Linked DNA regions of Mus musculus: region 1 is linked to region 2. A link is a contact called in public Hi-C data. All regions are on one chromosome and are shown on one strand. Each heading gives the region's core, a stretch centred on a gene start, on an enhancer-like site or on the middle of the called end of the contact. The rest is flanking DNA. Distances are from core to core; before and after follow the strand shown. Region 1 overlaps Snx7 (sorting nexin 7). Region 2 holds the start of 4930455H04Rik (RIKEN cDNA 4930455H04 gene).

The links. A called contact is a pair of places that touch in the nucleus more often than the background predicts.
Region 1: a contact with region 2 is called in a Hi-C map of adipose-derived mesenchymal stem cells, with 2.5 times the contacts expected there. The contact joins the enhancer-like site here to the promoter of 4930455H04Rik in region 2. A contact is called at or near these places in 2 of 39 promoter capture datasets (cranial neural crest and hippocampal neurons), 1 of 484 Hi-C or Micro-C datasets (adipose-derived mesenchymal stem cells) and 1 of 115 datasets of contacts at active chromatin or transcription factors (astrocytes).

What each region holds. Positions count from the first base shown.
Region 1 is chr3:117,807,022-117,814,260 of GRCm38.p6, forward strand. The region is part of intron 7 of Snx7 (sorting nexin 7); the gene reads right to left. Among named protein-coding and RNA genes, the nearest start is that of Gm52614, 45 kb to the right of the region's middle. Within about 2 kb of position 2,145, at least 5 of the 459 cell types and tissues checked have an H3K27ac peak or open chromatin away from gene starts, as enhancers often do. A contact at or near this core is called in adipose-derived mesenchymal stem cells, where this site is marked.
Region 2 is chr3:116,964,393-116,971,083 of GRCm38.p6, forward strand. It overlaps 4930455H04Rik (RIKEN cDNA 4930455H04 gene), which reads left to right and starts at 3,875. Exons shown (of 3, transcript NR_040596.1): 1 at 3,875-4,207; 2 at 5,811-5,884. It overlaps Palmd (palmdelphin), which reads right to left and starts at 4,560. Exons shown (of 8, transcript NM_023245.3): 1 at 4,106-4,560. The coding sequence starts at 4,150. It overlaps Gm52613 (a long non-coding RNA gene), which reads left to right and starts at 2,630. Exons shown (of 2, transcript XR_003954544.1): 1 at 2,630-2,880; 2 at 3,334-3,624.

The sequences.
Region 1 (7,239 bases), core at 895-3,394, 840 kb after region 2:
GGAACCTTGGGGTAGGGGGCTATTGAGAAATTAAGTCAATGGAGACATACCCTTGAGGCAGATGTTGGGACCTCTGTCCCTGCTTCTCCCCTTCCTTCTTGATTGCCATAAGGTGAATAGCCCTCCCCAGGACATGGTGTTCTGTCTCACCATAGTCCCAAAGCAAAAAGGCCACATGACTATAGCTAAAAGTTTCTGGAGGAGTGCTGGAAACTGGCCACTACCCATGGTTTTTCACTTTCTATTTTTACTCTTGAATGCTGTTTTAATTTCTTCTAGAATTAACAACAACATATACACAGTGCTAGTACATTTGTACATAATCAAAACACGGGTTCTATAAAATAAATGCTCATATCATTACAATTCACAAGTAGATAAAACTGCATCTATTTGTTGATTATAACCTCTGATATAATCATTTGTTTTGAGTTGTTACAATATCAGGGTTATATGAAAATTGTAAACATTTTACCTTTTCTAAGTAGTCTGAACAATATTCATGCTTAATGAAATAGAATCATTAAATCTGGTAAACTTAGAATCGAACCCATTTCAGAAATGTAAACAAGGTCAGAAAAACCTTCTACGCACAGTGACTAGGTTATAGGAAATATGATATGAGAGTAACTTTAATTTTGTCTATTCAAAGCCCCCAAAGAAGCCTTCCATGGTGGTATACACCTGCAATCTCAGCACTGTTAGGGCCAAGCAACACAAATGGCAGTGCTGCTAAGCATGTGTCTTAGATGAAGGCCTGGACTGATCTCAGACAGGATTCTTACAAGATAAACGAATAGTACTAGAAAGGCTGGTTTTGTTCCCCCAGGAAAGCTGCTACTTCCCTTACCTACCCCTTATCTAGAGTCAACGACCTGGGGAAGGGCATCCAGTTCCTGGTTAAGCCTAACAACCTGTGACAGATCAAGAGTCCTATGCTAACCCTCAGGCTGCCCTGCTCTCCCCCTACCGCCCATGCCACCTCTCCCATGACACTCACAAGGCTTTCCCCACTAGTTGTTGTCCTCTGTTCTCTGAGGCAGCCTGGCAATTTGCTCTCCCAATACACATTTCTTTCTACCTGTAGAGTCGTCTAGTTCATAGATCTTGCTGCGTCCTTCCCTTATAGGCACTTAAGAGACCTGACACCAGAGGACTGACACCAGTTCCAAGCTGCCCTGGATTACACATTGAGGTCCTGGCTACACAGTGAGAGACCTTCTTTCATACCAAAACTCCAAAGGAAAGTGTGTGTGTGTGTGTGTGTGTGTGTGTGTGTGTGTGTGTGATTAGAGAATTCAGAAGCAGCTCACTTCATCAACTTAAGGGATACAGATAAGGGGCTGGAGAGATGCTCGATCATTGAGAGCCATGTCTGCTCTTCCAGAGGACCTGGGTTTGATTGCTAGAACCCCAAATGGCAGCTCACAACCTTCTGTCATCCCAGTGCCAGGGAATCCCAGGCCCTAGGGAGGGCCCCTGGGAACTCCAGGAGCAGATACAGTTAGTACAGAGGTATACATTTGGGAAATCATCCTTACACATAAAATAAAATATTTAAAAAAGAAAAGCATATACTGAAAAAGATGTAATGGTCTCTGTTCACTTTGTTAATAAATACACTATACAATGATCAGGGCACATGGTAGATGTTATAAGAAATAAAACCAATACAATAACCACAAAGTTTCTCGAGGCACATAAGAGATACTATTAAAATAGGATTTCTCAATTGTGGAGTTCTTTGTACCGGGATAATAAAGAGGGAATAAACTGCATTTTTCACTCAAGAATTTTTTTTTCTGACAGGAGAATATGAACAAACTGTAGCAAACTTGGAACATACTTTCTGATAATTATTATTCTTGAAAAGCAAAACTAAAGTCTGGTGAGGCCTGAGAATTTACAACATCACAGAGAAAAAAACCAAATAAAATAATGGGGGCGGGGAATTAGACACCAAGATAAGTCAACCACTTTTATCACCCTATTGCCAATTAAGGTTTATTTGATGACTAAATTTAGTTATTTTTAAATGATGTAAGAGGAAGCCATTATGGAGAAAATAAAACAAGCTTGGGGTTTGTGTTCTATTCCATCATTTGTATGAGTCCCAGGAGGAGCTGGAAAGTCCCTTCACTAGCTTGTCGGAGTGGACATTATTGTTTATTTCCTTCAATCAGCCTAAGATTGTCTGGAGGATTATTCTACAATTCCAGTGACTAAGGAAGCACTGCTCCCCAGACCCCGGCACAGTATCGTCTTCTGCTCATTGTGGCATAAGATTTGTGCCACAAATACAGTGCAGTGGAGAGAAGAAAGTGGCTAAATCCTAGCGCATTAGTCACATTTACTAAAACACAACACCGGCCTCCCCTTTGCATGGCCTCATGGGAGCTTTTACACAACTGTGGTCTCTTAAGTTGTTTTAACAGTTATTAATGTTTTCAGCACTTTGTCTCCCAAGTCCTAAAGCACCCTGAGTCTTTTTTCCTTAAACCCCAAACCCTGATTTGAAGTGGAACTAACTCAGAAGTCTACAGAATCTGACTCCTTTTCACTAACGACTTTTATAACTTTTAATTCTGTTACATTTTTAAAAAGATTTACAAAACATATATCCATGCAAGTACAACTAATGGATATAGATCTTTTATCCACACTCTTTTAGAACATTTTTGCTGCTAAAATGCAGGCTCTTACTCTATTTAAAAACAAGAAATTAAATATTGGTTTTAGCAGGAAATGCTCCTTCCTATACAGATCTTTATTTTAAAATGCCTACTGTGAGTTAGGCATAGGTCCACCCACATCAAGGGATCAAGAACAAATGTAAGGAAAAAGGAGGGTCCTTGTCATTGGGAGCCAGCTTTCTAGGAGAGACTTAATATCCATATTATACCTTTACTTCCCAAAGATATTCAATATGGCTCCAAATTGCCATGTGATGAAATTAAGGCACATGAAAACACATAAGTAGTAAACAATCAAAGGTAATCAAACTCAGAGGTGATGACATCATTAGCATAATGCTTCTTCATGCTCAGGGTTCTCCCAAGGGTGAGGGAGAAAGGTGTCTGTGTGCTGGGCAGGTGAAGCACCTGCCTAGTTGATAATATCTCCACCCTCGAGGACATGCGATTGGCTACAGGACTGACATTCCTCATTTAGTGTCCACTTCCCTTGGCTGACTTGCTTAGCATGTTAACAAGTTAGTTTTGCTTCATTCTCCCAAGTTTTTGTCTAAAATTTAAAACTGCATAGTCACACAAGAGATACTAATGATTTAAACTACAAGGCTCTGAGGTTCTAGGAGTCCAGTCCTGACTAAAAACTTCACAGGGTAAATTTCCTAATCTATAATCTATAAAATAAGAAAGCAGTACTTACTCCACAGGATCTTATGGAATATGCTAGCAACATGCCTGGGACCCAAGCTTTTTTTTTTTTTCTTTCCCTTTTCTAACTTTTTAGTATGTGTGTATGTCTGTGTGTGTGTGTGTGTGTGTGTGTGTGTGTGTGTGTGTGTGTTTTAACTCATGCACCCCAATCTACTCATCTCCCCTAAACATGTCAACTGACATCAGTCCAGACCAAGGACATCCACCTGTCCTTTGGTGGTAACAGACTCCTGCTGCTGCAGGGCCATGCACAAACCCAGACATGGTCCCCAGTAACAGCACTGGCTAGGACCCCACCATGGTCTCAGGTAGCATCATAGGCTACCCACACCAAGCTGTTCCTTACTACACATGTTAGTGTTAGATACCCACAGAAGAGACTATGAAAGGGCATCCTCTGGGTACTGAGATAGGTACTTGTAGAGGCTGAACCACTCTCTACTCGGGTCTGCAGATTTCCAATGTATAACTTACAAAGCGGATAAAAGCTTCCACTTGCCCTTTCTGAAATGGAAACTTACAGGTTCTTTGGAAAGGCAGTTGGGTTGGATAGTGATTTGCTGGGACAAACACTTGAAGGGATATTTTCCTGAACTGGACACAGGTGAAAGGCTAAGGCAGACTCATGAAGAAATATTTTGCTGAAGCAGACACAGGAGAAAGGGCATCAGCTGAGACAGATGTACCAGCTGAGTCACGACCCGTGGATGGGGATGTTTGGAGGAATATAAAAAGGGATTCAACAGACAGTGTTGGCTGCCTAGGAGCTTGGCTTGCTGGTACAGCTAGCTGCGAATGCTTGTTCGTCTCGCATCTTTGCTGATCTTCCCTTCACTGAGAGAAGCACAGGTGAGAACTTCTCCTTGGGTTCCTGCTGGTTCCTCCTGCTGACTAGTGCTGAGGCCTGGCTGTCTCTTCTAGGTTGGGTCATAGATGCTGCTAACCTGACTCTGCTGAACAGGACTGCTGATATATCTGTGAGTGTTTGTGAGTAGATCAGATCGAGCAGCTGCTTTTGACCTGTGAAGAGAACTGCTGATTTCCAGACAGTACAGATGGGAACTGCTCCAAAGAACCTTGCTAAACAGGTCCACCCCCCAACACCCCTCCCCCCATATCCTTTCTTTTCCATTACCTTTAGTGGGTGGTGGACTAAAGGGGAGGTTAAAGCATTTAAGAACCATCATTAAAAATTAGGGTTTGAAAAAAAATTAAAGTTAGAATTTTCTTTCAGTTTTTTCCTTCTGTGGACACCTTGGATTGAGTGGAGACACTCATGTGAAACTCAAAAACCAAGTTCTCAAGGGCTGGCTGTGAAAACACAGGGCGAGGGTTCAGATCTCAGCATCCACATAAAAAGCAGAGATTGGCCAGACAAGCTCATATTGTAGGTGGTAGAGACTGAAGGCTGCCAGCCTCACTATAGGTTCCATGAGAGACCCTACAGAGACTAATAGAGCAGAACACCCGAAGGTCCTAGTCTCTGTATCCAGGCCTGTGTACATGTATACATACACCTAGCACAAATACTAATACATACTGAATTAGAAAAACAAATGTGTGAAGCTGGAGAGCTTTTAAGAAATGCAAAGCTTGCATTCAACACTGGTGTGCCTGAGGTTTACTGGGGGAAGGGGGTGCGTTCTGGATCCTTTACATGACAGAAATTAAACTGTTCTGACAACCTAAAAACTTTGAACTATATGTAACATTAAACCATGTGTCAGAAGAACATGTGTTTCCTGAGTTATAACTTTAATAAATAATTTATATACTTCAGCATTACAATTCTAGAGGAGTTAATTGCCTTGACTGACTCCAGTGCTATCAAAACATCTGTTATATAAATATGAGTAGATGGGCCAGTGAGACGGTGCCTCAGGAAAGCACGTGCTGCGGAGGCCAATGGGCTAAGCTCAGTCCTCATGACCCACATGGTGGGAATAAAGAATCTATTGACTTAGGTTGTCCTCTGAAGCACAGGTGGATCGCAAGTGTATAATAGCATGCTTGTGCTCTGGGGCAGGGGATGGGGGGTGCTTCCCTACAGTTTATGTCCACAGATTACCTTTCTTCAATACCTATGGTCTATCATTGTTTTTAAAAAAATATATTCTTTTGCCTGTTCTTGGGACCTTTTTCCTTCCAGAAGGCTGCCTTGCCTCAGCACAAGGGCTTTTGCCTTGTCATACTCTATCTTGTTTTGTCATGTTTGATTGTTGTCTTTTGGAAGCTTGCCCTTTTTTGAAGGGAAATTAAAGCCTTAAGGATCTTGGGGAGAGGGTGGTGGAGAGGAGCTGGGAGGGGTGGACGGTGGGGAAACTGGTCAAGCTGTAATGGACAAGAGAAGATTCTAGTCTCAATTAAAAAAGAAAAAGAAAAAATAATAATGTAGGGGAAATTATACCTGCTTCTCAGAGAGAGAAGCATTAGTATTGCCTATTAAATCATCAAACCTTTAACACATGATTCCTGATTTTATAATGTCCTATATTAAAAGTAAACATAACTTATCTTCATTACATCATTGACTCAGAGACACACTAACATGGTTGGGGAAAGCCTATGGCTACAATGCTACACAAGGGACCACAGGTAACTAAGGAATACTGAGGATGGGAGAGAGTCTTCTGGCTATCCAATAATAAAAGGGCCACCTTGAAACAAAGTAACATTATACAGACCAAGCATGTTGTACTTAGGAATATATGTATATACACATACATACATACAGACAGACAGACAGACACACACACATATACTCACATAGACTATGCTCTTTCTTTCACTCTCCCTCCCTTCATCCATTCTCTACCCACAGTTGTTATCTCAGGATATGAGCTCTCAGCTACTGCACCAATGCCATGTATGCCTGCCTGCCGCTCCACCACGATGGTCATGGCATCTTCTCATAGTAATAGGAAAGTAACCAAGATGTATAGGGATCAAACTTATGAAGGAAAACGGCTCGAAAGCATTTACTTTAGAACCAGGGGCAATACAAGAGTTTTCTGTTGCTAATAACCATTCCTTTCTTTGACGTGTCCTTTCCTTTCCTTATGTAAGCTCTGCCCAGGGGTGGCTGCCTTCCTTTTGAGCCACAACCTTCAGTCCGCTGTGGCCATCAAGTTAGGGGAGACCCATTGCTTAGTTTCCCTTTATTCCCAAGGGAATTGGAATAGAAACTGTAAGAGAAGATTATTTACAGTTTGGGGGAAAAATATGAGTAAAAGAACCCAGCTTCTCTCACCATCCCCGGTGACAGTCTTACAACTCACGGACAAGCTTGACATGAAAACTCAAAGCTATGTCAACGTCCTAGGAAGCTTGTCCATTACTGGGAAGGGAACAACAGTGGACCAGTTCGCTTCCCATCTCTGTGCTCAGCACACAGGTCTGATACATTCTGACCTCCACCATCTTCCCTTTGTTACATGGGAATTACAGGAAACTGTAGATTGAAGGATTAATCTTGAGAAGGGAAATGCCTGCCTTGCTTCCCTATTATGTCTCTAAGAATTTCTTAATACCCAAAATTACCATAAAAACTTAAAGTGTGAATGATCCTATCCATAAGAGCACATAACACCAAATTTTCAATAAAATAATATAATTTGAGAATTATTATTCTTAACTCAAAATATCTCTGTTTTCTTTTCTAAATGACTTCTGTATGATTTCCTTTTATGGAAAAGGAAAAGCCCAGACACTCAACTTATTCAAATGTTAAAACCCTCTCCTCACAATAAGACAAGCCGAGGAAATTATCATTTGGAAAAGTTCTTGAAAAATAACATACCTAAATAAAAAGATTTAGATTGCCACTCTATCAGAAGAC
Region 2 (6,691 bases), core at 2,625-5,124:
TTAAGTTGGGAAAGTTAAAATTTTCTTCTGGTTTATGCAAGAGCTTCTGGCCTCCTAAATTCCTGTATTTACAAGTCAAGAAAATATTCACTGGGAGTGGAAAGAAATAGGGAGTGGATCCAGGGAAATGTGAGAGAGTCTTATTGTTTTGCGTCATGGGCAGCTTTGGCCCACGGATCTGGCTCCGTTGCTCAGACTGCCGTGTCAGGACTTTGGGTGGCCCCTTGCCAAAGGGAGGGAGGCATTGGCAGGTGCTCTAGCTTCAGATTCCTACTGGGGTCTAACTTTTGACAGAACCTACCTCCTGCAGGCCTGCACCCAGGTGTTACCCTCTTTGGGAATCCCCCGCCCCGACCACTCCTCTCGCAACTGCCGTTTCCATCCTCACTCCCAATGTCCCAGAGTTTCCTTATAAACCTTTCCGCTTAAATGCATAAGACACAAAGGACAATCACAAGTTGAGGAAAAGTGTGAGCAAGCGGGTTGATAGGCACATCCGTAACTATCTAAAGCTAAGCCTTTCAGTGAGAAGCAACACACCAGCCAACCCACCGCCCCTCTTCTCCTAACCGGGTCCGTTCTCTGCAAATTGACGCTAGTTCTCAGACCTCATCACAACATTTCCCAGAAATGCCCTGCATTCACAAGTCTATAATCTCCAGATGTAGGAGCATTTCCACTGGAGTACTTCCATATTAAGTGCTGTATTTTCTAACATTCCCAGAGTAATGAAGATACGGCAACGTGTTTCCTGTGGAAGGGGAGGGGATCTTTCTGTTCTCTGGGACCCCACTCAGGACTCGGATTTTGTTCTTCACCACGGACTGTGCTTACTTCCAAAGAGTAGCTCTGTGGCGATCAGTGCCAGTGTGACCTGCGTTTCTCCACACCCCCCTCAAAATAATGGAGAATTTGGTATCACCATTTCCAGTAACACTAAATATCAATTTCATGCTGGGTGTGTTGGCGCCTTTAACCGCAGCACTTTGGAGGCAGAAGCAGGCAGATCTCTATGAGTTCAAGGTCAGCCTAGTCTACATGCTGAGTGCCAAGCCATCCATCCAGGGCTACATAGTGGGTAAACATTGATTTCAACAGCCCTTTGTCTGTATAAAAATTAGTTATTTGCTAAATGCATACTAGCTTGAAAATAGCCTCAAGAGACTCTTGAGGTTCCAAGTATAATATTTAGTCAATGCAAGGTTGCTCTGTTTTCGATTACAGCTGGGAATGGAACTCATTGACTAACGAGTACTTTGGTCATCAACTCAGGAAATGAGGAGTGGCTTTAGGGGTGGAGCAATGAAGGCAGAATGTGAAGGTAATTAATTAAAAGAGTCAATTTGGAGCATCCAGACTTTAATGTCCTCCTCAAAATAATCCTTTCTGAGTCCTTTCATAATTTGGCCCTCATTGTCTTTAAACCATTGAAAAAATTTGTGAATGATCTTAAAATAAAATTTACTGGTATGGGAAATGAATGGCGTCACCACAGGGTTACAGTAGTTTTATCGTAATGCTACTTGGTTCAGCCAAATTATATGAAGATGAATTTTTTTCAATTATTTGTAGTTAAAAGAACACCTTTTTAGTTACTTGAGACCCTGTGGAGTAAGAACAATATTTACAGCTTATTTCATTTTACTGCCAAAAGTTAGAGAATCATAATTTAATAATAATAAAAAAATCAAACAGCTCTTGCAGTGTTAATGTTTGTTGTTCTTGTCCTTTTACAGTGAAGTCTCTGTGTTGTTGAGTCTTGGTGTCTTAGGGAATTAACATCTTTGCCGTCATGGACATATATAAAAATTATTTCAGTGTAGGAGAGCAGTTAAAAGATTATCTCTGAGTTTTTGTAATTTTAATGCCTTTCAAAAAATGAGATAACTCTTGAAAGTTCCCTGGGTACGGTGTGTTTTCTTTTCCTAGGAAGAAAGAATAGCAGGGGTGGCTTCCTGGGCAAGGCCAGGGCGGAGTAAGCTGGCATTTCCCAGGGTGTGCAGGAGGAGAGTGGTTGTATTGTTTCCATGGACACGGAGGAACTACTCCATTTCCCCTCTAGGTGGTGACAAATGTGACTGAGCCCTGTGAGGTGCAGGCTTATGGAAATTCGTTCCTATAAACTTTTGCCAGTTTTTACCCTACAGGCTTTAAGCAAGAATTTTACTTTCAAGCTAAGTTTTGTGACTGTACCTCCAAGACTTAATTAACTCTAAAGGGATATGTTTGGGCTCGTGGGATAATTTTTAAAAGTTTATTAATTTTAACAGTGAAAGTATCTCTATATTCAGGAACCTGCCTACCTACTCAATTCCTTTTAAGGCATTTTGATCTTCTATATCTAATTGCACCTGAAGCCTCAGTGAAAATTCCTTGGCTTTCTGAATAACTCTCAGCCGCCATCTACTTGGACCATGCCCTAGTTCACTAAATGCTCTAAGCTGCAAACCACACTTAGCAAGACCTTAAAATAAGATGTTCCCCAGTTCAGTAGCAGAGACACAGAAGAAGGTGTCTGTGTGCATCACCGAGTCAACTGTTTCATTTGGTTATCCGGGAGGTAAAGCCGTGGGGAGAAATGGAACCTAGTTGTGAGCGACTCACACGGCCCAGTGAAGTAACCTTTAGCCAACAGCTGTAATGTGAAAGGGCCATGCCAAGAACAACAGAGCACAGTGGAGTTCCTGTCCCTTCTAGGAGGACAGCTGAAGCTGTGGCCGGATTTAACAACAAAACAAAACAAACAAAAATCCAGGCCAAGGTTTTTAAGATGAAAGGAAAAAATACAGTAATTAGAATTCAGAAATTAAAAAGTACTCTCTATAGAAAGGTGCCCAGGCTGCTTAGTGGACTCTTGGCTCCTTTTCACTGGTGAAGAAAGTAGGTTTTTATTTATCCTTTCTGGGTAGGAGGGAAAAAACCCCCGCTATATTCCCTTAGTGTGTGTGTGTGTGTGTGTGTGTGTGTGTGTGTGTGTGTATGCACAACAAAACCTAAATTAGGATTTGCTTAATTAATTGTGAGAATTTGAGGAGCAAAGAGTTGGATAACCTCCTATCTACCTTGATTTAGTGTCAGTTTTTCAGAAAGTAGTTACTTCTTTTTTGACGGTTAATTTCAGTGTCAGAAAATGTGACGCACAGGGGTGTGGATTTGCCAAGTTGCTTTTCCTTGCAAAAATGCTATCAAAAGTTACAGCTAATAACGATAGATGACCAGGTCAGGGACTTCCAGGTTATCGTCACATACAGCAGTTTGGAAGCAAATGAGAAAAAGAATGGTATCATTTAAGAAAAGTGACTCATTTCTTGCTTTGATTTTTTTTTTCCCCAGAACAAACATCAAGTGTACTACTTTTCTTCCCGGAATTAGGGAAATATTTTCCAAGTCCATCTTGTGCATGGCTCCTGTATTGAGACCTTATTCGGACTATGTCTGTCCTTCTGTACTGGAAAACTGATCTGCGAGAATTACTCTGATGCGTGCCTTCGCTACTTTTCTTCTGTTTTAATACTTCGCATATATATATATGCATACATACATACACCAAGCTTTGCTTTAATTCAGTTAGGTTTGTCTGGAATATACTTTGACACATGAATAAAAATGTTTCCGATTTTCTTCCTTTTGATCTACCTCTTTAAAAAAAAACTTTTGGGGGTTCTATTCATTGCTTTGAAAAGTTTTCCAGTTAGGCATCTATAAGAACATTTGTCCGATAGAAGGAATTTGAAGAAAAAACCCTAAACTTCAGATATCCACAGAAGGTGAGGAGAGTTTACAAACTATTTATAAAAACAAGCAAACAAGCAAACAACCCTTGATTATCGTTTAGAATGCAAACACCATCTGTAAATTCCAGAACCATTTCCCTGGATCTCAGGTTCTGAAGCCCCAGTGTCATGGAGGGTCACAAGGGTTAAGAGAAGCAGACCAGAGTCCACGAAGGCTTAGTTCTGTTTCTCTACTTGGAAGGCCTGGGAGACAAGGACAGCTAGCAACGTCGCCTGTGCCGGTGCCGGTGCCGGTGCCGGTGCCGGTGCCGGTGCCGGTGCCGTTTGTCTAAGCAACCACCTTACTGACTTAAAACTCTATGTAGACTTACAGTGATGGCCTGGAGTCTTCCCTTCACCAGCTCAGCTTCTTCCATTCTAGAAGTCAAGGACAGGCAGACGCTGAAGGAAGTCCAAAGCTACCATAAATCAAGGTGCGTCCTTGGAGAGGGGAGCTGGAGATGACAGAAGAGACACGGAGAGAAATCCGCTCTTTGCAGCAGGGAGAGAGGAAGAGAATTCCGAACTGTCAGGAGCGGAGCGGCTCAGAGCCCATGCACAGATGAGGCCAGACAGACACATGTAATGAGGGTGCACTGGGGAGGCAGACGCTGAGGCTGCTGGCACGAGTTGACTGACAAGTTTGAACGGCAGCCGCACAAGCCCTTTTCCTTCAGGGGCTGCCAGCTCTTTGTTGTGCTGTGCACGGTTAGCGAGACACATTTTCTTATTAACTGTTCCTTACCCAAGTCATTATTTTCCAGGAGTGGCGCAGGGAGCTGCCGTGCTGAGTGTCGGGGTCCGGGCAGCCCAGGTTTTCCTGTGAGCCTGTGTGTGTTTAAAGTTATCTCGCTTAGTTTATCTCGGGGGGGGGGGGGGGATGAGAGAGAGAGAGAGAGAGAGAGAGAGAGAGAGAGAGAGAGAGAGAGAGAGAGAGAGAAGTGCTAAGTCACTTGTTTGTTATCTCCCTCTGCTTGGCTTTAGGTAATGGTGATGGCTCCTTTAGTAACCGAAGAACCCTTAGAGTAGAATATTTGCATCAAGCTCAGCTCCCCTCTCAAAGTCCCACCGCAGGCAGCCTTCTGACAGAGACCTTAGACTCTTAGGTCTTGGAAAGCAAAACAAAACAAAACAAAACAAAAAAACCCAAAGGTGTTAACGTGATGATTGATGTTGGATATCTGGGGACTGCAGCACCTTTTTTGGACCCCATTCAAAAAAAACAAAAAACAAAAAACAAAAAACAAAACAAAACAAAACAAAAAAACAAACCCCGACAATCTTCAATTTCAGGAAGGTGCCCATTTTGACAGCCTGAAGTTATGCAAGAGCAAGGAGCGAGCCTGTGAAAGTGTGCCCTGGGTGGACAGTCCCTGCCCTTTAAGGAAGGCAGTGAACCCCGGGGAAACTCAGGTCAGAGCAGAGCCCAGGAAGCTTTGCAATGGACTTTGTTTTCTTTTTCCCACCTATTCTTTAAGTGCATGTTGATGTGGTGAGCCCCAATTACCATCCACCACATTATTATGTGTTTGGATCAGCCCTTTAATATCACCATTCAGGCAGGGAGGTTAAATAGACAAGGCTGACACTGAACACACTGGCGTACATTTCTTTGTGCTTTTGATATTTGTTATAGTAGTAGCTAATATTTGTCCATAGACAAATGCATCTCATCTTATTTATCTTAGGGGTGTTGAGAGATAGGTGCTATTATTCCTATTTTAAAATGAGGCAACAGGCTCAGGGAGATCATTTGCCACATGGCTAATAAGTAGCAAAGCCAGGATGGGGATGTCAGCTGTCTGACTTTGTAAAGCCATTCATCAAGCAATGCCCAAGGGCACTGGGCAAAGAGAGACACGGGCTGAAGGTTAAATCAATCTTCATGCGGGAGCTGGACCAAGCCTCCTCCTCTGCCAAACTCCCGGAGATGCTTATAGACGGATAGGAAAACTCTAGGTAGAACCTTGTGTTATTCTATTCTGCAGAAACGTATAGACCTTAGATTGCTTCATACTTTTATTTGGATCTCCCCAGCCACAGAGGCCACACCCTGAGCCAGTCACCGGAAGAACAAGATTATCGCTTTCAAGAATCTGAAATCACAAAGGGTTAGTATTTAGAATATAGAAAGAACATCAAAACTTAGGCACCAAAGAAATAAGGTTGTCCATTGATAAATGGACCAATGATCTAAACCAAAGAAACACAATTCAAAGGAAGAAATTGGCCAGCGGGTATCTGAAAAGGTGGTCAACATCTCTTGCCATCAGGGAAATTCAAATCACTGGAGTGAGCTGGTTACTATCAAGAAAATGGAGAAATGGCAACAAATCTAGGAAAGATGTGGGGAAGAGGAAACACCTGATACTGGTGGTGGGATTGTGAACTGGTGTGGCCATAGGAGAAATCAAATGGGGAGGTTTGTTACAAAAAAATAGAATTACCATATGATCCAGCCGTTCTGCTCCTGGAGATACACCTGAAGGATGCCAGATCCCACTCTTAGGACACTTGTCTATCCATGCTTAATGCAGTTCTTTTCATAGTAGCGAGAACATGGAATCAGTTTCCATGTCTGTCAACAGATCAATGGATAAACAAAATGTGGCATTTTATTCAGTTGTGGATAACTGAATAACAAAGTTAGGAAATCTGCAGGAAAATAAGTGGAACTAGAAAACATTGTTTCATGCAAAGTAACCCAGGCTCAGAAAGACAAATACTGTATATTCTCTCTCATATGGGAACTGTGGCCTCTAACTGTTAAATATGTGTAAATACAGATGGGCGTCAGCAAGGATAAGCATGAGGAAAATAGGAAGGGCTCTGTCTCAGTTACTGCTCTGCTGCTGAGAAGAGACACCAAGGCCAAAGCAACTTATACAAGATTTATTGGGGGCTTGCTCATAGTTTCA